Linked DNA regions of Mus musculus: regions 1, 2, 3, 4 and 5 are each linked to region 6. A link is a contact called in public HiChIP or PLAC-seq and Micro-C data. All regions are on one chromosome and are shown on one strand. The core of a region is the stretch at or near the end of the contact, and the rest is flanking DNA. Distances in the headings are between cores, read along the strand shown.

Region 1 (3,643 bases), core at 894-3,393, 160 kb before region 6:
AAGAAAATGCCAGAGTGAGCTGTGTGCAGTTCTCTCTGTGGTCAGGGACAGCCAGCAAATCTGGTCAGATTCATCATGCAGAGGACAACGGGACATTCTGTACCATGGACTCATCACTCTGGTCAGGAAAAATGTCTTTAAAATGCCTTTCCCCCCCCCGCCCCCCTCTGAGTGGACTGCGGATGATGTGTGATTTGCAGACCTCTAGCAGCAAACCCTGGGGCGGGTAGAGTGTGGCAGACAGACGCAAACTCTACATCATCACTGGGCTCTTGGGATTGGAAGCAAATTGCCAAACGTAAACAAAGGGGCTTATGGTCAAGTTTTTGTTTCTACTTTTAAAATTGAAAGTAAAGTAAATCATTTCTCATTTTTACAGAACAAGAAATCGTCTATTGAATGGACTGGGCCTGGAATTAGTCCTTAATCAAAAGAAAACTCTACAATATTCCCTTAAAGCTGAGATGCTGTTTTTCTGCAGATTCACTCACTCAATGGCGGAATCTACTAAGACAGAGAATTCTTAATTTTAAAAAAAAATGGACAGTACCAGAACAAAGCATGGTTTTCTAGCAAAGCACACATTTGATTAAAATCATCCCATGAGCAAAACTTAAATACAAAAAATTGTATGATTAATACCATAATGAAATTGTACTTTGGGAAGAGGCCCTGATGAACATTCCCCATCTTAGTTACACTTCATGTAAGGATTAAAACCCTGACAAAATTGACCTTAAGGAGAGATGTGGGCCTATGAATGGCAAAGCTTTGTTAGTAATAAGTGTGTCAGAAGGCACAAGAGGGTGCTAGAGCCTGTGGGAGGAGTCTAAAAGCATCCATCTATCAGTTCATTGACAATAAACTCCTATTTTTGCCGTAGCTGTTCCTTTTGACTCTAACCACTACCAAAGGTGAACTATGATACTAAAATTTACATTTAAATCCTATCTACTCTTGTGTGATTTACTACACAATGTCGTGTAAGACACCTAGAGATTTAATGCGTGTTCCTATAAGGGAAGTTCCTCTAAAGTAAGCAATTTAGTGTGATGCTTGGCACCCGTACCAAGCCAGTGAAATCGATGCCACGCCTTCCTTGATCTTATGATGCCCAGTGCTTGCAGGTCATGCCTCCTTTTCTTCCACTGAACTCCTGACTCTGCTTGGGAGTTTATTGATTCCTCATACTCTCATAGTTGAATACAATTCTTTGTATTTCCAATTAGAGAAATCAAGTGCAATTTTAATAACTGAATAAATAAGTCAATGTCCACTGGGCTGTAAAACCATGGACAGCAAACCACTAGGAAAGCACATTGCCTAGTAGAGCTTTCTGGTTTTATACTTAAATATCAGTCCTCATTCTAGAAGCTGATAATAAAATACAAGGGTTTATCTTCTTAGCTTAACATGTAAAAAGAAATCCATAAATAATGGGGAATTCCTATGTACATTTTCTTTTCTGACTTGAACTTCTCCAACTCTGCTTTCTTCAGAAATAATACAAACACATAATACTATTAAAAGCTAAACTCAGAAACCTAAAGTAACCCAAACTGCTGAGGTCACTTTGTTCCCGGAGCTGGGAACATTAGTGTATATACAGGTGGTTACGGCTTACCTGTGCCTGGGAGGGGACATTTCTCACAATGTGGGCCCCAGGCCTTGCCCACACTACAACAGCAGATCTGCTTGGTGAGATGAACAGAGAGAGGGTGCATACAATGCCTTCCAGGACTGACAAGGCGGTAACAGGGCCCTTTCTCTTCTGAGATCACAGGGGGATCCGCTAAAGAAAGAGACAAGCCTGATGTCACTGAAGAAACAAGTCAGATCGATTTTAAGTTAACATAAGATGGTCCTCACAGCATGGATGACAAACCTTGCTTTAAGATAAATCAATCTAGATTCTGGGAATAATTTGTTAAGTGTTCATTCTCTAAATCATCTTGGTGTCAGAGCAGCAAATACTCTTAATTAATTATTCCTGTCTCTGGCTGGATTCTATTTTTAACAAATATTAATATAGGAATGTGTGTTTAAGTTAAACATTTCCACCATTAGCTAGCTATCTAACCAACCTAGTCATCTATGACTAATCACAATTTTGACCAACTGTTTCCTGAGACTGGAGTAAAAAGTTGGCTCTAAATCAATGGCTGATGAATGTCCAGGCACCATGGAAAATCAGCAGCAAGCTTAGTACCACAAACCAGCAGCTGGGTAGCTGTCCCAGAAGCTCAGGAATTCTCACCCAAGGCCAGAGAACATACATGGCAGACAGGGAGTGGTTGCTGATCGGCTGAGATACACAAAGTCTCAGTGTGGCAAGCACATCAGAGTAGGCAAACTCTCAAGCCCTCATTCTATGCTGCAAAGGTAACCAAGCTGTTATCATCTGACTCCTGTCTCCTCACCCTGATCTTCTAATGTAAATCAGGAGTGAGTGCACTTCATTCAAATGCTGGCACAAGAGGCAAAGTCGAGAGCAAGACACAGCCTTGCCTTTCAGCTGTATATCTCTTAATGCATGCATAGTGCATGGTTGGGGTAGTACGTGCTACAGGACCAGATTCTGTGTGAGACAACACTGTCAGGTTAGCCCCAGGTTGGTGGCCTCCTGTCTGTTTCCCCATCTCAGCCATACCTTTTCTCTCTTATGGTGTCATCCCAATTGCCTTTTCTCCAGCCCCTGGTACTCACAATTCAATCCAACTTTTTTGCCCTTCCTGCTTAGATGCACATTTCCACCTTTCCAACAGGACTGACTTTCCAGGTTAGATGCTCTGAGAATAATCTGAATAATGAAGTCAGATGGCAGATGAAGACGCAAGGGACATGGGTGGCTCTCAAATGTGAATCTACCACTCGCCTGTCCCCCCCCCCCAATTTTCAGGAAACCTGCTGTGTGATGATGGAATGGGAAATGTGCCCCCTAGTTTACAGCATTTGGAAACTTGGTCCCCGATTGGCAGTACTGTTTGGGGAAGTTTAGATAGTAAAGTTTTCCTGGAGGAAGTGTGTCACTGGGCACAGGCTCTGAGATTACACACATGCACATCTCACTACTACCAGTTTCCTTTATTTTCATTCAACTTGTGGTTCAAGTTGTGAGGTCCCAGTCTCCTGTTTCTCTTGCTATGCCTGACCCTTGCTGTCCCAAACACTATGGACTCTAACCCTTTGGAAATGGAGGCAAATTAAACTTTGTCTTCCTTAAGTCGCCTTGGTCATAGTGTTTTATCCATAGTACGCAACAAAAGGTATTAATACACTTATCTTTCCTGACCCTTATTCTTTCATATTTTCATTTACATAACACTTTCTAGGTTTATGGGAAACTCATTTTGATTGGAAATAATGACTAAGTTTGTGTATGAACAAGGCTAAGCACTATGACTTAGGTATTTAAACAGATACTGGATTGTCGGTTGTTTTTGGAGTCGTCTGGGTTTTACTGCTATTTCATACAACACTGATATTTAAGCCAGAGGACTTTGACTGAAGATATTTATCCTCTATGATATGAATGGGCTTCACCCAATCTGTTCAAACATATACAAGAAAAAAAATACTGATCTGCATTGAGCAAGAATAAATTCTGTCAGTCAGCTCCCTTCAGTAGCAAGCTACTACATCA
Region 2 (3,466 bases), core at 265-2,764, 240 kb after region 6:
AGGAAGGGGAGAGGGAGAAAGAGAGAGGAGGAGGAAAGAGGAAGAGGAGGAGGAGCGGTGGGGGGAAGAGAGGAAGAAGGGGAAAGGGGGAGGCACTGCTGAGACATAAGCCTGTCTCTGGCCAAGCAGCTGTAGAATTACTGAGACTGCTTTATCAGCCCTGGCACCAGACTTCCTAGAGGCCGACGATTTCAATAAGTAGCGTTGAAGCTCCACAGACAACTGAGATATTCTGCACCATCGTTTCTCAAAATACAGGGCTATGACCGCCCCCCTGCACCCCCAAAACACACCAGGGATTATAGAAACTGGAGCCACGCTGCAGGTCGCCCTCATCCAGGGACTTCACGGCCCCTGAGAACTGACAGATCATCAGCAATGCCCGTTTCGATGACACCAAGAGTTACTTGTCTTATCTGCACACAGAAAACTTCACCTAAGTCCTCTGATAACTCTGGCTGGCCAGCAGTTGAGGAGACTGAGGCTCAGGGAGGTTGGGGGGCTCGACTGTGGCCATAGCTAGGAAGGGATAAAAGCTGGGCTTTCAGTCTAGTTAATCCAGGCAGTCAACTGCCCACTTCATCTTATAGAAACCTGTTATACATTAGCTGTACCAACTAAAGAGGCCTGCCATGGCACTGCTGCTCATGCAATACCAGGCTTTGATACCCTCCTCTCCAGTCCCTGCCCACAGCCTCCCCCCTCCTGATTGTTTCCCCATCCTTAGTCTCTTCTTCCTTCCGGCCATCCATCCGTACCACCTTTTCCCTTTATCTTTCTAACTTGGCTCCTTTCTTCCTTTACCTAACAAATAAAATAAAATAAAATAAAATAAAATAGTCCATCATTCTCCACTGCCCCTTTCCTTAGCCTCACCCTCAGCCCAGAAACAAGGGAAAGCTCGCTACAGATGGAAACCCAGAGAACAGCAGGGCTTTGCAAGCACTAGACCATGGGGAGCCCTAGGAGTCTACAGCTAGCATTGTGCCAGTGGTTATCATCAAATGGTTTCTTACTTGCCCTGTTTTTCTGTTACATATTTTCATTTCCAAAGCCCTGATGCCTCTTCTTGGCTGCTGATGTTATTATATGCCTGCTCTACAAGGCTATAGATGAAGACACAGGCCTGAGAGGTTATGAGTCTCTGAGTCTCCTGAAAGCACACATTGGCCTGTGAGCAGCACTAACTCTATACAGATACTGATAGCCACTTGAGCCCCCTGTCTGGAGAAAGTTAGCCATGCGTGGGTTAGCTCCTTCACTTTGCTATGATTTACCATCCCCTCCCCCTTTCTGGCAAGAACATCACAAAAGATTAAAAAATGGCTCAGAGTTACCATTCAGAAGACCATAATAATATCAGTTTTCCGCCTTGTAGCCCTTGGCAGGACTCCCTTTTCATAGATCACAATGTGGGCACAGGGCCAGGAGATGGCGAGGGTGACTCACGGGTCACTGCAGTTTATAAGTCAGAATAATAAAAGGGAAGGCAGATCTGACATCACTGGCAAGGGGAAATTTTTTGGTGTTGTGTTAAGCGAACTAATTACAGCCAGCTCTGCAGAACGTGGGAGGAGGACAGTGTGGCTGAACAAAGCCAAGCCCAAGGAAGGGGCAAAATAAAATAAAATAGAATAAAAATTGCCCATAGAAAGCCAAACTCTGATACTGCAAAAGGAGTCACATAATGCATTAGCGGCTGTTTGTCCGAAGGTCAAAGGAAAAACTAAAACAGTCTATGGGCACAGATGTTGTTAACCAGGGGGAGGAGAAAGTGTACCATGCCAAGTAGCAAGAGGTACACCCAGCCACACAGCCCAGGGTTTACACGGCCTCTGCTGCAAGCCACACATCTCCACTCCTGCTAACTGAAAGCACAGAGGAAACAATTCAAGAGCCAGCTCAGCTTTTGCGTTCTCCTGGTGAAGAGCAAACGAGCCACAATTATTATTAGGTCTTGGCTGTGAAAGGCGGAGCCCAAGGCTACCTGCAGCCCACGAGGATTATGCTCTTATTAGTATAGTCCTGGGTTTAGTGGCAGCGTCTGTCTAAGGAATACAGCTACTATATTTGAGCGCATACCTGAGTAAGCAGCATGTTGATTGAAGTCTATCTATTTATAAGCTCTCCTGCGTGCTGTGAGAAACCCAGCTGCATTGCCACAGCACGGGCCCCTCCACCCGAATGAAGGCTCTTGGCCATCTCACTTCAGGGCCTGCTGAATGAACAGGCAGACAGGAAGTGTGTGGCATCCACTTCGGAGATTTTATTCCTCACTCTTGGCCAGGAGAGTTCTTATCTAAACAGCAACTTAGGTTGACATGGATGTTATAAAAACAAAATGGAAACAAAAACCAAACCCTTTTCATTGGGCTCAAGTACAGCTTTGAGCTGGTAGAACTACAACTAGTGGTATAAACTGGATAAGGTCCTGCAGAGCCCGAGCTACCAAGACCTGAGGGTACGTCACAGTCCTCAAACTGAGTCTGGGAGGTAGTAGACCGCAGCATATGCTCATCAATTGTCCCACGTTTCTGAGTGGGTGGCACTAACAACACACCCAATAGGAACAAAAGTGACATGGAAAGTCTATCATTTTCTTCAGCGTTTGGGTCCCTCGCTATCATGATGAAGCTTCACATAACAGAGGGCCACGTGTTCCGCCCTTAAATGAGCCAGAGTAGTCTACAGGGCTCTGTAGTTCACTTCCACTTGTCTATACTCACTCAGGGTCCTAGTTAAATATGCTTCATCTCTGGGAAAAGGCTGACAAGGAATTTACTAATTAATAATCCTAACAAATCATAGGCTATTATCAACTAAGACCTCACAGAATTTCTTGGGGAACTCAGTGAAGAAAGGCAAACTGTCAATCCCAGCACTCGGGAGGCAGAGGCAGGCGGATTTCTGAGTTCGAGGCCAGCCTGGTCTACAGAGTGAGTTCCAGGACAGCCAGGGCTACACAGAGAAACCCTGTCTTGAAAAAACCAAAAAAAAAAAAAAAAAAAAAAAAAAAAAAAAAAAAAAAAAGAAAGAAAGAAAGGCACACTGTCAACGTGGTCCCACTGTTCACGAGAGAAGGCAAATCAACCAATTATTGGGAGAGCCTATCCAAGCAGCAGGGAAAACTCGGGTTTTGGGATCTGCCTATTTCTTCTCTTTCCAGAGCTGAGCTGACAGGGCTCAGAGAGAGACGTGACAGCTGGCCAGTAATATTGATTCAGCGACTGACTGCTGCTAGCTAAGTTTTGGAATGACATCTCTTCTCTTCTGGCAGCTTACAAAGCAAAAGAATGATTCTGAAAAAGAGACATTAGTACTAGAAAACCAATGTTGAAACTACAAAAATTAAGACAGGTGGAAATACAGTATTTAGCCAAAATAGATGACACATTGCACGGAGACTCCACAGCAGTGATCAGATGAGTGGTCCTCACCACAAAAGCTGACGCTAGGTGAGAGCACC
Region 3 (3,585 bases), core at 887-3,386, 230 kb before region 6:
ACTGTGCAGCTGTAGGACGGAAGAAACAACGGTTTACTCAACCCTGTTAATAATTACGACTTAGTCTAAGAGAGAATCTGATGAGCCAGGCTGCCCCAGTTCCTCATGGGGAAAATTATGTGCCACCGGGTTACATCGTCTCAAGATCTAAAATGCCAGTTAAATGACAGCATTATCTGCATGAGAACTCATAGACAGTGGCCTTATGCTTCTCTCACATGAATTAACATGGTCTTATAAAATGTCTTAGTTATAGTTACAACAGATGTCTAGCTATGGGGCTCCAACAATTACTGTGAGGATTCCACAAAACATGCACAAAGTACTAACATGGGAACATAAAATGTTCAAAGTACCCGATAAGGGTCAACATTCACCAACATTACCCCTTTTCATGCCCAATGACACATTTTCTCTATCTTTGCCCCACTGAAACACAGCTGCTAAAAGAGGCACCCCTAGCATCTGATCCACTAGTCAGCCCCCACTGACCTCCAAGTCTGGTGAACACACATACCAGGAGCACCTTGCCATGCTCAAGAGTGTTTCTCTTGGTCCACCATCCATGGACTGCAGATGAACATCTGCCGGAGCTCAGGATTCCTGGGAACTGCGGCAGGCCAGCTTTCCCCAATCTGCTCCCCATAGACTCTCAGTCCTTGGAGGTGAATGATAAGGCTTCATCTTTCACCACAATCCTTCTTCCAAGTACACTTCTTATTCTTAATTATTTTCACTTGATTTTTCTGCCACTGTCTTAGTCCAGCCTAGCAGCTTGATTTAAACAGAACATAAACCCTCTTCCTGACGGGGACGAGAATTTTCTCCTTTCCATTCCTCCTTTTCACCTACCTTGCCTTCCTGAATTGAACCGAAAACTCAGTGCAATTATTTCACATCAAAGCCAGCAGCTCTTCCTCATGGCATCTAATGTGGCAAGTTGATTGGGCTGCTCTGAATGCCCGCAGGAAGCTGGGATTATAGCAAGTTTACAGATTGTAACAGGGAGGAAGGGTTCTATCCTGTTACTGACTTGACAGAGGCCACTGCTAACTCTGGACTTTCTAAAGTGGGCATCTGTCAAAGAGATAATGTTGTTCTTTGCACTGCAGCCTTTTTGGGGGTCTGGAAGCTGAGCAATTCTTCAGTTAGCACTTCCATGCTGATGGATTCTCAGACTCTCTCAAAGCTTTAGCTCAGTCCTGGTGAAACATTTATCTAAGACCAAATAGACCCAGCAGTAACACATGAACTTGCTATCACTGCCCTCCGCATATCAGCTCCATTTCTCCTACACACCCTTCTTCAGCACTTCCAACTAGACACCCGTACCAGGAATCTTAATGCCAGCCCTTCCCTTCTGCAACTCCCTCTGCTGTCCTAAGCCACCCTTTGATCTTTCTCAATATTCCCTGTATTCTAGCTGGCTTCCGTATCTCCAGTCTTGCCTCCCTCTAATCCACTCTTTACCTAACTATTGCTGAGGTGCTCTTTGTAAATGTTAACCCATGCATGCCACTCCCTTGCTCAAAGTGTTCGCCATCTTCTTCTTGCTAGAGCACAAGGCTTCCTTCATCGGGCTCCTGGCTACCTGTGTGATAGCAGTTCTCAGAAAACCTTCTCAATTTGAACTCCATCCCTGTAGATGACCTTGTATAAGGGCTCCCTGACCTTAGAATGGTATAAACTCTTTGCTTGATTGGCTCTTCCACTCCTATTTTTTTCTCAGAAATTCATGCTGATCCTTCCAGAGTCAGCCTAAGGGGGCACCTCCATCATGGCACCTCCCAGACAGATACCAGGCTACTCCTCTTTTTCCTGTGCCTGTATTAGGCTTGAAGGGTTGGGGAACCTTCAACACACCCTCACCAGCAACTTATTTCTCTACTAAAAGGAGAGGAAAAGAGTGAATTCAGCTGTGTGAAATCCATTGGATTCTCAATCCAGATTCTTAAAATTAGATTATCTTGCTTTCCTTGTTATTAATTTCATGCCATTCCAGCAGATGATGGCCCTTTATTACTGTTCACCAGCACAGGAACTGAATAACTAGCCTGAAGGTGAACAAGCCCCCAGCTGGCTATGAATTACTGGGCGTCTTGCAGACTCAGTTTACTGTAACAATGACTCACCAAGCAAGTTTAGATGAGTAATGTTTTGGATCGGAATGAATAGGCAAAGGGAATGTGAAGTGCCTGCTGGAGACTAGCTGTTCAACAATTAATATTTTATAAAAATGATATAATGCGGCTCTGCAGTTTCTTGTTTTCAACAGTGAGGTGAGGTAATGGCTTCACTGAAGTACAGCGCTGGTTTCGCTTCTCAGAAGGGCCAAACCAGAGCTCTCCTATTACGCTAGACCCTCAGCTCTTTGTTTCAATTCTTTAATGGCCTACATACAAATATTTCACTTTCTTGATATTGTGAGATCTCAGATCTACTTTCCCCTCATCTATCTGGATAGGTGGAAAACATCATCCTGTTTTGTCAAGGTTGACTCTGAAACCTGAGACTAATTTTTGAGGTCTCTAAATATCATATTTTTCTTTGCCTGATATCAACATTTCTACATCAGTTTTATTGATCCAGTAAGGGTCATGCTAGAAATTATCACTAGTAATACTATCCCCAAAGCTAGTCATCTGTTGGAGTTGCTGTCAGTAATTGCTCGGTCCTCAACCCACACGTATGAAGCATGTTTTCACAAGAACTGCTAATTTCTTATATTGCTCTGCTCTTCATATATTTTTACTGAAAAAAAAAAAAACGGAACAGCAAATACTGATGTTTCAATGTAAACAAAGTCAAGATTTAACGATACCTACAAGCCAGTGAGTAAGTAAACTGACCTCCCCCGCAAAAAAAAGAACCCTCCAAATATTAGAAGGATAAGTGGAACACAGCTCAGGATGCCTGGAACTGACAGCGCCTGTATGGAAGCTGTGACAGTGTCAATGGCTGACAAGTCCACATTTGTCAGGTTAACCTGTTTTGTACATTTGCAAGTTTTACAATGAATATATTCTCTTTACTGCCCCAAAAATTTCCCAAAACCTTCTATGGTAAAACAGAACTCCAATGTCCCTTCCTTCCTGCATAACACTCACTAAAGGTCACCCATTCTTTACCCGCTCACTTTGGTAACATGAACAATGAAATCAGGGGAGGAAACAATGGAAGACTCAATGTGATTTTCTAAATAGAATGGGTAGGGCAGCTTATATACAGACAAAGAAATTAAATTGCCAGGGCCTAGCAAACACAGAAGTGGATGCTCACAGTCAGCTATTGAATGGACCACAGGGCCCCCAATGGAGGAACTAGAGAAAGCACCCAAGGAACTAAAGGGAACTGCAACCCTATAGGTGGAACAACAATATGAACTAAGCAGTACCCTGGAGCTCTTGTCTCTAGCTGCATATGTATCAAAAGATGGCCTAGTAGGCCATCACTGCAAAGAGAGGCCCATTGGACTTGCAAACTTTATATGCCCCAGTACAGGGGAATGCCAGGGCCAAAAAGGGGGAGTGGGTGGGTAGGGGAGTAGGGGGGTATGGGGGACTTTTGATATAGCATTGGAAATGT
Region 4 (3,651 bases), core at 704-3,203, 140 kb before region 6:
ACTTGTCCCAGTTAAAAATAAACCATAATAACTCTTATTAACAATAACTAAATCATTTCTTCATTCATGCCATTTTTAAAAAATCTGTAATGAACTCTAGACTCTAAGTTCATGAATCAGTAAAGCTGGGCTCTCATTGGAAGCCATAGACAACCAAGAAACTTTGAAGTAAATTCTTAGAACACGACATAAAGAAATAATTTACAGACTAAGTATGAAGAAATCCTAGCGCTGCCTGAGGACTCTTGGCAGTGGTTCCCCTAAGTAACTAGATGAAAATTTGATGATATTAGTCCTGAAGCAGGCACTGGTCAAATTGAGATATGCTTTCAACTCTACCCAGCCACACAGAAGACATCTAACCTCTCAGTGTGGCTTTAGGTTTTTCACTTCTAGGCCCAAGACTTGATAAATTATGAGGTCTTCCCAGTATCTACAACTTCCCTATGATGCTAAGAAAATGAAGCAAAGTACTCAGGGCATCTCACATTTAAGGCTCTGGCTTTTCTGGCTGCCTAGAGGACACCTGTTCAGGCCAGTATTTAGTTCTTACAAAATCTGAGATGGGTAGCAAAATACTCATGGGAGGAGAAAAGGGAACTGTGTTGTAGATGATAGGTCAGCAGGGAAGTACCTCGGCTAAGCAGGCACAGGTGCGGGTACCCGTGCACACATAGAACATAACCAGTGTGGGGACCCGGGTCTGCTCAGTGCTAGCCACGCTCCTGCAGGGTTTTGCCACAAGTTAAGAAATGGTAAGCATTCCAGTAGCTTGAAAGAGTAAGTAAAAACTTTACCAATCACATATCAGTATGCCCTTAGCCACCTGGAGAGAGCAGGACATCACACATCTACCATGTAACTGTCACATGCTGGGCCCCGGAGCATCATGTGACAAAAGAACTCAAGCTTCTACCCAGGGGGTCCACATCAGTACATTCCAAAAGCCTTACCTTGACAAAAGGTGTTGTTAACCCGTTTATATCCTTGTAGGCATTCCATCATTTGAGTATATCCATGATAGGCTGTAAATGGCGGGAAGAAAAGCATTCATTATGATTTAAGTTCTTGTGATCGGAAGCTGCTAGATGTGGTGCCATTTACCACACCAATAGATTGACCATTTACAAGCTATGAGTACCAACAGAGACTTCCGCCTCATGCTTGCATGCTTGTTCTCAGTGTGCTTCCTATTGCACTAGCTGTATTCCTAGGAAGTTGACAGGAAACCTTTACTGTATTAACTGAACGTTAAGACTGCTTTGTATTATCTTCTAATTCGTTATTAAATATTCCCATCATAAGATGCATTCCCCTACAGATACTTGTTTCAAGAAACAGTGGGCTAACAGGGGAAACATTGGCATGTGGAAGTTGCTTCATTCATCCATTGGCCTCAAGTCCAGTGTTGTCCCCTACAATGAAGACACCAATGTGGGTGCCTACAGAAACCGGGACCTCAGTTGCGAGTCCTTCAGTGACAAAAGGATCATATTCAGCAGTCTCTTCAAGGCATGGAGCCAGACCAGATGACCTTGTCTCCCTCTGCTTAGGATTCTAAGCCAATTTTCTTCTAAAACTTTGAGGAGACAATCGACTTGTTCACACTAAGCACATCGCTAATAGATGATAAACTAGTTAATGAAACAATTTGTAGATTTAAAATTGAGTTTTCAATAGCAAAAAGAAAATTATTGACAATGAAAGGTTTTTGCATGAGGCTAAACAAAACTTCATTAAATGAAAGCCACGTGAAAGTTGAGGTTTGAACTATTTGGAGAAAAACAAAACAAAGTACAAACTAAACAAGGTCATGGAACCCCAACCATCATATATAGAAGCCAAGGACCGTCTGCTCTCTTCCAGCATGAATACCATTTAGAGAGTAGTGCCAAACAAGGGAAGGAAAGATCTTAAGAAGAATGTGACCTTGAGTGTGCTGCTTGCTGGTGAGTCACTTCAGACAGTATAAGCACAGCAAATGCCAGGATGTGAGAGTTCACCTCACTCCTCATCCCTACCACTCTGAAACCAAAGCCATCTCTTCAATTCAGACATCAAATGAGCCACGGGCTTATTTTCACCAACGTTTTTGTTAAAAAGGGCGACTCTGTACTTTCCCATTCCGCTGAAGTCATCGTCAGTACTGAGCTGTGGCGCTAACAACACCATATAAAGCAGTGGGTTCCTGCCCAGATGATGCAATGCTAGAAACAAATGGCTGGAGGTCAGGAATAATAATAGCCTTAGGAATTAAGGGGGGAGATGATGTGAACCCCTTTACTCCTAACATCTGTCACTCTCGGCTCCTTTGGAATTTAGAAAAGAGAAAAAAATAGAAATAGCTAAGATTGGAGAAAAGGCACAAAGCAGCCAACAAATGGAAAAAGAAAAATAAAGGGGAAGAAGAAAAATATATAAAGAAACAGAAGGAGACCAGAACGCAGGTTGGAGGATCCTCTCTCACCCCCATCCTTAGACCTAACAGGGGGAAACATGTCTCTACCACAACAGCATTAGACAAACACACATGACAAATGAATGGGGCAGATGGCAGTGTGCTTTTAGCCATTTAGATACAGATTCCAGGTTAATGACTCATCAGAATCAACAGCGAATGACAGCGGGAGGCAGTCACGTTTGTGTCACCCCAACTCTAAAACACCAAGTTCTTCAAATAATTTCAAATGTATCCCAGAGGTCCCTTCAGTCAGAGAACCAAAATAATTTAGGTAAACAGGTCTTTAAGTAATGTGGGATCGTTATCATTCAACCAGCCTGCTTCGTGGAAATCCATCTAACTAACCATCATCCGGCCCCCTTGGAAAATCCATGTGAGACATTCTTTGACTACTGAGGATCTCATGGGACTTTTTTCTCTCTTTAAGGAAGAACCAATGTTCACAAACTTTAGCAGGAATTTCTAACAAACGCTAAGTAGTGTCAACAAATTGAATGAATACTTCAGGTAATCAGAGACCCTGTATGTTTGAGAAACTAGGAATCAGAAGGGCAGACAAAGGAAGAGGTGGTTTACAGAAAATTACCATGCTGGGAGAGTAGTTTTAAAAAGACAAGTAGTAGGTTTTTTAGGTTAAACAAAAAGGTTTAAAGGGCAAGTGAGAAGTTGGAGAGATGGCTCAGTAGTTAAGAGCACTTGTTGCTCAGTTTCCAGCATCTACACGGTGGCTCATGCCATACATAACTCTACTTCTAGGGGATTTGACACTTTCTTCTGAACTCTGTGGGTACCAGGCACAAATGGGATACACATATAAGCATGCAAGCAAAACATGCATATATATAAAATAAAAATACTTAAAAGGGTTTTAAAGACAAGCAAGAGTATCAATTCAGTCGATAAATAAACATCATCTGACTGTAGCAAATGAGATGTCCCTTTAAGATGAGAGGGAGAGACAATTATAAAAGTCTTTATAAAAGCTTTATGAAACTGATGACTGAGAAGAAAAAAAGGAAGAAAAAGTCAGTTGGGGGGGGGGGAAGAACAGAAGTTTAATAAAACTCACCCTGAAACAAGTTAGTACTGCCTTTCTAAAATGTGTTTCTTTGAAATCTGTCAGAGTTAAGACTACATTCAAAGACAGAGCTATCATCTTTTGTAGAGAAGAGGGCAATGGATTGATGTAA
Region 5 (3,788 bases), core at 480-2,979, 200 kb before region 6:
ACATACATGAACTAAAATACAATTTTAAAAAGAAAGAAAGAAAGAAAATGGTGATTCTGAAGTTTGAACCCAAAGCCAATTAAAAACAAAACAAAACATAACAAAACCCTTTAGTTCGTTTCTGTCATAGACAAAGTTAAAACCAGTGAAAGAGAGTGGATGAGTTTGGAGTATTTTAAATTATTTGCTAGCCATATTTATATTGAAAGTAACTGTTTAAATTTTCACTTATTTCATTTAATAGCCAGCCATTGAGTTCTTACTAGAATATTGCTGCTAAAAAGAAAGAGGACTGGAGAGAAAGCCCAACTGGTAAAGTGTTTGCCATACGAGTTTGAGGACCAGAATTTCAAATCCCAGAACCTATGTAAATGTTGGCAGGCATGGTGGCCTCCTGTAATCCTAGCACTCAGGAGGGAAAGACAGGGATTCTCTGAAAAACAGACAGACTACCAAAACCGAGCTCTGGGTTCAATGAGATATGCTGCCTCAATATATAAAATCAAGACTGATTGATGAAGACTCCTAGGATCAACCTTGGACTTCCACATACATGCACACACATGTTTACATGTACATGTGAACTTTCATATACACCCAAACCCAGTTTTGAACGCTGCTGCGACCATTTGAATGCTCTTGGGTCAGTCACTTATAGTTGTTGTGGGAACATACATGGGTGTAGCATTGAAAATCTAAGAAGAAAAGCCTCAGAACTGATAAAAATTCCATTTGTCACAGCAACTTAATCTAAGTATTTTTAGCCTATAACCTAATCAAAATATCTTTTTTCCCCCCAGAGCCAGAGGCACCAAGGATATCATAAAAACCTACAGAATCTACTAACCTGGACCCATGGAGACTCATAGAGACTGATCTGCCAGCCAGACAGTATGCATGGGATTGACCTAAGCACTGAGCACATGTGCAATAGTTACGCAGCTGGATCTTCATGTGGGACCCTGACAGCAGGAGCAGGGACTGTCTCTGACTCCATTGCCTGCCTTTGGATCCCTTTCCCCTAACTGAGCTGCCTTGTCTAGTCTCAATAGAGGGCTTGAAGTTCCCAGGTTGTAACACGATATGGCAAGACTGGTTGATATCCAGGGGAGGCCCTCCCTCTTCTGAGAAAGGGAGGAGGAGTCAGAGGTGGGGGGAAAGTGAGAGGGACTGTGGGGGGGGGGGGAGGGGAGCTGCAATCCTGCAATTGAGAAATAAAGTAAATAAATAACTTAATAGATAATAATTAAAAGTTTATTTGTTTGTTTGTTTATTTTTGGTTTTTGGTTTTTTTAAGACAGGGTTTCTCTGACAGCTCTAGCTGTCCTGGAACTCACTTTGTAGACCAGGCTGGCCTCGAACTCAGAAATCCGCCTGCCTCTGCCTCCGGAGTATTTATTTTTATTTTAAATTGTGTGTGTGTGTGTATGTGAAGAGAGAGCATGTGCACATGAGTGTAAGTGCCCACAAAGGTTAGATGATGCTCCCCCCAACCCTACCCCCATCCTCCCCACCCCCACCCCATCCCCTAGTTGGAAATATAGGCAATTGTGAGCTAGGAGCAGAGCTTAGCTTCTCTGTAAGAGCAGTACACACAATTAACTTCCAAACCATCTCTCCAGCCTAATCAAAACATCAAAATCATTAAGGCTCTTGAAAGCCTTCTTTCTTTTCATCTTTCCCTGTTCACCAACACAAGGCAGAGCATCAGCTGCCCAGCGGAGTCTTTGTCTTCATTTGGCAACCCAGAGCTCGGATTGCTCTTGTCTTCCTTGCACTTTACAAAGACTGTTTTCTCTCTTAAGGGAGAACTCAGAAATAAAGTTAGACTTAACACACAGCAGAGGCCCGTCTGTGAGAGTGCGCACCGTGAATTCCATGTGTGCACAGGAAGAAGCCACTGGCACTGCCCACGGAATTCACCGTTGCTTTCAAAAATAACCCCAATTACAGCACACAGATCTGAGTTTCTAACAACAGAAAGCAGCACTTCCAGGCCGCCTCATTCCCCACCCTTTCTTTGCTTGTGGGAACCGACTTTTGTAAACACCGAGAGCAAACAACTTGAAAGAGGATGCCAAGAGTTGGAGCCAGAGTAAATAGTGGAAAAGAACGAGCCTAGACACGGGCACGTAAATTCCAGACAGCAGCGAGAGAATGTCGTGTCTAGTATCTGGTTTGGTTTCAAAAATGTTAACAAGTTCAGAAATGTATGGACTCTCTGTTTAATTACTCATGCCCCAGAAAAAGTGATTTACAGAGCCATAGAATGCAACAGCGATGTCTATTCCTAAGGCCATATTTTATTTAAATTGCAGACACTGTGGATTGCCATGCATGGGATACTTACAATGTTGCCTTTTTTTTTTTTTTGAAAGCTACCACCATGATTAATGATGAAATAGAATGCTGTGTAATAGCTAGAGTAGTTTTTAATTGTCTATTCTTTACTTATTAGAGAAAAAATTGCATGGAACCAGCCATTTCTTGTAGACATACCAGTTAGAGTCAATCAGGTCCGTGGCCTTCATGGAGATTAAGCTCTAGAGGGAATAACGTGCAACAGAGAATTCCCCAAGGGATTTCTACAAAGAGGGGAGGTAGATAGAGAGCAGCAGGACATAAACGCTTAACTGAAACGCGCAGAACAAAGCAAACTCCATAATGTATCTCGAAGCCAGGATTCTTCTCCAGCCCATAGATCCCTACATCCAGCTAGTCAGCCTACTGAACACTGCCCTACTCTCTCATAGGTACCTTACAGTCTTCACAGACAAAACTGACTGCATCTCGCCTTTCCTTTATGGCAAGGACAAGCATGTGTGGGTCTTGATGCCAACAGAAGGTTAAGGCAACATACTTCTTATTTCTAACCCTTAGGATAGTCTCCCACCAACATACCACAGGAAGCAAGATAGATTCTGCCAATCCACCATCTTCCCCTACCAGGATTACCTCATTTTTACAAGGAGGTAATCATGTCTTGGTTTCCCATATTAGACTTCAGAGTTCATGTTACTATAGCCTATGGTCATACAGAACATACATATTACCCAAATTCTTCCAAAGCATTTGCATAATGAATTCCAATAGTCTTAGCTTCTTATCTCAGGATAGGAAATTTATCAAGGAAAAAAAAACCATAGACAAATGGGTTCCACACTCCACAGGAGCTGTTAGGGTTTACCAACTTAGTGTCTACCATTTTGTGAATTAAGCTGAATTTCTCAGAGTAAGAAAATGTAGGTTTTTTTTTCCCCCTTAGGTTTACCAGGTTAATTATTTACAAGGTCAGAAATTCTGGCTATAACAGCTCAAAGATTTATGTAGACATCTCATTATGCTACCACCAGTTCCAAATTGATCCTTATCAACTGCAGAGTCCTGAGAGATTGAGAAATGCTTTGTTCACACTAGGGATACCAGGCCAGCAGGGTGTGTTACTTGAGGCCTCTATTACCCAGAAATGACTTGTCCTTAATAAACTCTGGCTAGCTCTTAGAGCATTCTTTTTCCTTTTAAAAACCTTCTACATCATTGTTTGAACCAAACATTCTACAACACTTTGTCAAGATTAACATGCAGATCGGTGGTGGGTAACCCCCCCCCCCCCACTCTACCTTCTTTTCTCTTTCTGGGAAGATGAGGGCATGCACCTCCCTCAGCCCTCTGGCAACTTTCCATTCCCCACAATTTCACCAAGATGTCTCCCAGCTGACCAGCAGTCCCACCTTGCTAATTCTTACTGCCTTGGGATGTAATTCATGTGAGTCAGGAATGCCTTTTGA
Region 6 (3,684 bases), core at 91-2,590:
CATTTTACCATAGCAACAGAAATGTAATGAATATGTCTGTGTTCTTGGTCCCTCTGGAAGAGGCCAGATAATGTCACCGTTGTCCTTCACTCAGTGAACAAAGAACTAAGTCCTATCTAAAATATGTCAGTGAGCTTAGAAGTACCTTAACTCTCCAGCCTTGGTCCGCCATTGCTTATCTGGTCATCTGTTAAACTTACTCATAAAGGAAGGACGGGTTAGAGGTAACAGTCTTCACCACTGACAATAAGAAAGTTTGAAAGAGACAAAGAGCCCCACCATCAGAGCTCCACCAAGACCTACTGAGGCCCATCGTGAAGATGGGGCCCTAGAATGTGTAGCTAAAGAATAGAAAGTGCACAGGTCTTTCTGATGGCCAGCAAAAGAAAAAGCCACTGCTTTAGTGAATCTTTTCTTCAAGGCTCACACAGTGACACACAGAGGTGAATTTTCTGGCTAATATCTCGGCTGGTAACTAACTTATAGTCTTGACCTAGGATTTAAACAGTCTACAAGACCATTATTATCCCCCGCCCCACCCCATCTGACAGCTCCACAGTCCTCTCTGCTTGGGTTTCCCCAGTGCTGGGCATCAAACAATGAATGAGTGAAATAGCCATGCCTTCAGGAAGCTACCGTCATCCAATTAGAAGTACAGTCCATTGAAACGTTCATCGGCTATAAGAATAAACCAGAGAACGAGCTAGGAGTCCCTGTTCTCATAAATGGGTTGTGGCCTCTAGGCTTCTGGGAAGTTCCTAGCATGGGCTGGCAAGTCTGGGCATTTTTTTTTCTCAGCACAGAACCACCGAGCAGTAAAAGAGTTACCTACTTCAGTGAGTAACTGAACAGGCATGCACAAAGACCTCAGAAGACTTCACGTCAATCCAGCTGTATTTGAAGTGCAGACCTGTGGTCACTGGCCAGGTCACCAGCCACCCACCGCTAACACCAGCTAAGAGGTTTCATCACCCCAACAGGCAAGCTGCCCCAGTTTATTCTACCCTTCGCCCAGGGCCGCAGTCACCTCGCCATGGTCCTATGCGAACCACGATTTACAGATCAACAATAAGCGTTCTCCAGATGGAGGAATGATAAACTATTCCAAAACAAATCTCCAAAGGGGAAGAGGGAAATAAAACAGATTTCTGAGTTTGTTTTTCATGGGCAGCAGGGAAAAAAAATAAATCTACCAAATACCAACACCTCTCCAAAAGGCCTCCTGCCAAGTTCATGATGACTGGTGTTAAAAATGTGAGTTTCCGGTAGAGAGTGTGACACATCCCTGAGTCAAAGGGGAGCCCAGCCCTGGCTCACAGTCTCTGTCAGAACTGGGTGACACTTTCCCTCTAAGGAGTTTAAAATAAGGGCAACAGTGAAGTCAAGGCCATGAGTCATTTTGTTGCCTGCAGCCATGCTCAGATTTCCATCAGAATCAATAGGCCAAACTCACGGCTCTGAATCACAAATGGCGTTTCGGAGAACAGAGACCTGAACTTTGAGCAAGTTAGAAACACTGCACCCACATAATCTTTGTTGATACGCCCAGGAAATGAACACCGCACAAGGAAGCAAAGACCTCGGGCAAACAAAGAGAAGAGAGGAGGGAAGGTGGAGGGCCAAGCCTTAAATTCCCTGTTCTTCCCCATAACTGTTCAGTAAGCAGGAAAGAGATGGATAAGCTGGCAGCTATGGTGAGGGACTTCAGTGTATGAGGCTTTAGCTATCCAGGAGGATAGAATAGGACCGAAAGAGAGGCTGGCTGCTTAGCAACTCCCTTATCCATACTCCAGGTCAAAGAACTAGATGCAACAAAGTATCCGGGAGAGGCAACCAGCAAAAGAAACAGCAGGAGTAGACAAAAGGGGCTTTAAAAAAAAAGCAACAACAGAATAAGGTACTATGTGGGGTCGTGTAAACTATGCAGGCGGTGGATAATTGCAAGCACCAGAGACCACCCCATCCTATACCCTCCCCTTAGGCCAGTGGTTCTCAACTTTCCTAATACAGCTACCCTTTGATACAGTTCCTCATATTGTGGTGACCCCCCCAACCATAAAAGTATTTCGTTGCTACTTCATAACTGCCATTTTGCTACTGTGACGTGTAATGTTAATATCCAATCTGCAGGACATCTGTTGTGATCCCTTTGGGGTTCAAGACTGTTTTGGGGTTGAGAACCTCTGCTGTGAGCCATTGTCACACAGCACTCCAAGCAGCCAACCCAAACTGATTGGGATTGAATTTGAGATTAAATAGACACCAACTGAAACGACATAGGAAACCTGGGTCTACGATTCACTCAGTGTTAAAATGACTTGTGCAAATTAAGGGCTCGTGTCTTGCCCTTCACTTAGGCAAGCCCCTCCACTCTCCAACCCTGCTTCACGGCACTTGCTAGTCCTGAAAGTCTCCTCAGTCTTAAAGCTACAAATTCCAGTTTGACCAGAACCAGGGACAAGTATGAAGTTCTGTTTTTTCTACCCCCTCACAATAATACTTCACACACACACATACACACACACACACACACACACACACACACACACACACACACCCTTGCTCCTTAAAGACTACAAATATTTAACCTTGTAAAATGCAAACAATCACATTCAAACCTTCTCTCCCTCCCTGAACCTCAACCCCTAAGAGGAATTAACCATGGTCCTCATTGGCAAAAAAATGACCCTTGGACTTATATGATCTCCAATACTCACCTAAAGCAAGGCATTGCTAAGAATTCCAATGAAATCACCTCTAGTGCAAATATTCCCACAGAGAGAGGGAATCAGATATATTTGCATGTGCTAGGACTGCAGTGAGCTTTACAGGAAAGAGAAAATTGAAAGAAAAGAGACTTATGTCCCCGTTCTCAGCCTATCAGCCTTCCACGGTTTCAGAATCCTAAATTGTCATTCCAGCCTGTAGCAACGTATAAACGCACGTAAGTGATTCCTGTGTTTATCATTTGAACATAAAAGTCAAATACATAGCTATGAAAAGGAGTCCACAGTTCAATAAAAGAACCATGTGCACAGTTCTAAGTCATCCTGTGGGAGAGAAGCTGAGGAGAATTTCTATCCAGGCCTGAGCTAACATCTAGAAGAACTTGGACCTCTCAGCCTCACAGTGGGAAACATTGTTTCTCTTGCATATCCAAGTTAGATTGCCACCGCAATGTGAATTTGGTTACTGAACACACACACACACACACACACACACACACACACACACACACCTAGAAATGAATGTTTTCTTATATTATCAGTAGTTCTCAACCTGAGTTCAAAAGCCTTTCATAGGGGTTACAAATCAGATATTTACAATTCATAACAGTAGCAAAAAAATCATAGTTATGAAGTAGCAATGAAATATTGTTTTGGTTGGTGGGGTCACCACAACATGAGGAAGTGAATTAAAGGGTCACAACATTAGGAACATTGAGAACCACTGTTTTCTACCCTCCTCAGGGTCTCCTCCTTAGACCCAGGCTTCCTGACCACATGGTCTCAACTCTGAACGAGAAGGTACAGAGTAGATGGTTGCGCTCTGTTTTGGTTGGTATGTTTGCTTCTTTTTGTTTTTTTGTTTTTGTTTTTTTGTTTTTTGTTTTGTTTTGTTTTTTAGCGCTATAGAGTTTCTCCATTTTGCATCTAGATTTTTCCTTTCAACTCTCAGTAGCAT

What was found. Hi-C and Micro-C count contacts between places; a contact is called where the count stands out from the background. HiChIP or PLAC-seq counts read pairs in DNA pulled down with a chosen protein or histone mark.
Region 1: a Micro-C map of muscle stem cells shows a contact between it and region 6, with 5 times the contacts expected there. The contact joins two enhancer-like sites. A contact is called at or near these places in 4 of 484 Hi-C or Micro-C datasets (3T3-L1-derived adipocytes, the C2C12 cell line, muscle stem cells and 1 more) and 2 of 115 datasets of contacts at active chromatin or transcription factors (the HPC-7 cell line and pancreatic cancer cells).
Region 2: a contact with region 6 is called in a FOXA1 HiChIP or PLAC-seq map of pancreatic cancer cells. The contact joins two enhancer-like sites. A contact is called at or near these places in 3 of 484 Hi-C or Micro-C datasets (muscle stem cells and nephron progenitors) and 1 of 115 datasets of contacts at active chromatin or transcription factors (pancreatic cancer cells).
Region 3: a contact with region 6 is called in a FOXA1 HiChIP or PLAC-seq map of pancreatic cancer cells. The contact joins two enhancer-like sites. A contact is called at or near these places in 2 of 484 Hi-C or Micro-C datasets (B cells and muscle stem cells) and 1 of 115 datasets of contacts at active chromatin or transcription factors (pancreatic cancer cells).
Region 4: a contact with region 6 is called in a FOXA1 HiChIP or PLAC-seq map of pancreatic cancer cells. The contact joins two enhancer-like sites. A contact is called at or near these places in 10 of 484 Hi-C or Micro-C datasets (the C2C12 cell line, the Patski cell line, cortical neurons and 4 more) and 3 of 115 datasets of contacts at active chromatin or transcription factors (embryonic fibroblasts, pancreatic cancer cells and vascular smooth muscle cells).
Region 5: a FOXA1 HiChIP or PLAC-seq map of pancreatic cancer cells shows a contact between it and region 6. The contact joins two enhancer-like sites. A contact is called at or near these places in 2 of 115 datasets of contacts at active chromatin or transcription factors (neural progenitor cells and pancreatic cancer cells) and 1 of 9 other capture datasets (adipose tissue).

What each region holds. Positions count from the first base shown.
Region 1 is chr17:75,272,016-75,275,658 of GRCm38.p6, reverse strand. Ltbp1 (latent transforming growth factor beta binding protein 1) reads right to left here. Exons shown (of 34, transcript NM_019919.4): 11 at 1,625-1,792. Among named protein-coding and RNA genes, the nearest start is that of Rasgrp3, 160 kb to the left of the region's middle. Within about 2 kb of position 2,143, at least 25 of the 459 cell types and tissues checked have an H3K27ac peak or open chromatin away from gene starts, as enhancers often do. A contact at or near this core is called in the C2C12 cell line, muscle stem cells and pancreatic cancer cells, where this site is marked.
Region 2 is chr17:74,865,054-74,868,519 of GRCm38.p6, reverse strand. No RefSeq gene overlaps it. Among named protein-coding and RNA genes, the nearest start is that of Gm31759, 84 kb to the left of the region's middle. Within about 2 kb of position 1,514, at least 75 of the 459 cell types and tissues checked have an H3K27ac peak or open chromatin away from gene starts, as enhancers often do. A contact at or near this core is called in muscle stem cells and pancreatic cancer cells, where this site is marked.
Region 3 is chr17:75,343,837-75,347,421 of GRCm38.p6, reverse strand. All of the region lies in intron 24 of Ltbp1 (latent transforming growth factor beta binding protein 1), which reads right to left. Among named protein-coding and RNA genes, the nearest start is that of Rasgrp3, 90 kb to the left of the region's middle. Within about 2 kb of position 2,136, at least 37 of the 459 cell types and tissues checked have an H3K27ac peak or open chromatin away from gene starts, as enhancers often do. A contact at or near this core is called in muscle stem cells and pancreatic cancer cells, where this site is marked.
Region 4 is chr17:75,249,718-75,253,368 of GRCm38.p6, reverse strand. It overlaps Ltbp1 (latent transforming growth factor beta binding protein 1), which reads right to left. Exons shown (of 34, transcript NM_019919.4): 9 at 954-1,025. Among named protein-coding and RNA genes, the nearest start is that of Rasgrp3, 180 kb to the left of the region's middle. Within about 2 kb of position 1,953, at least 38 of the 459 cell types and tissues checked have an H3K27ac peak or open chromatin away from gene starts, as enhancers often do. A contact at or near this core is called in the C2C12 cell line, embryonic fibroblasts, muscle stem cells and 2 more, where this site is marked.
Region 5 is chr17:75,305,527-75,309,314 of GRCm38.p6, reverse strand. All of the region lies in intron 19 of Ltbp1 (latent transforming growth factor beta binding protein 1), which reads right to left. Among named protein-coding and RNA genes, the nearest start is that of Rasgrp3, 130 kb to the left of the region's middle. Within about 2 kb of position 1,729, at least 44 of the 459 cell types and tissues checked have an H3K27ac peak or open chromatin away from gene starts, as enhancers often do. A contact at or near this core is called in pancreatic cancer cells, where this site is marked.
Region 6 is chr17:75,108,272-75,111,955 of GRCm38.p6, reverse strand. All of the region lies in intron 3 of Ltbp1 (latent transforming growth factor beta binding protein 1), which reads right to left. Among named protein-coding and RNA genes, the nearest start is that of Ltbp1, 100 kb to the right of the region's middle. Within about 2 kb of position 1,340, at least 84 of the 459 cell types and tissues checked have an H3K27ac peak or open chromatin away from gene starts, as enhancers often do. A contact at or near this core is called in the C2C12 cell line, embryonic fibroblasts, muscle stem cells and 2 more, where this site is marked.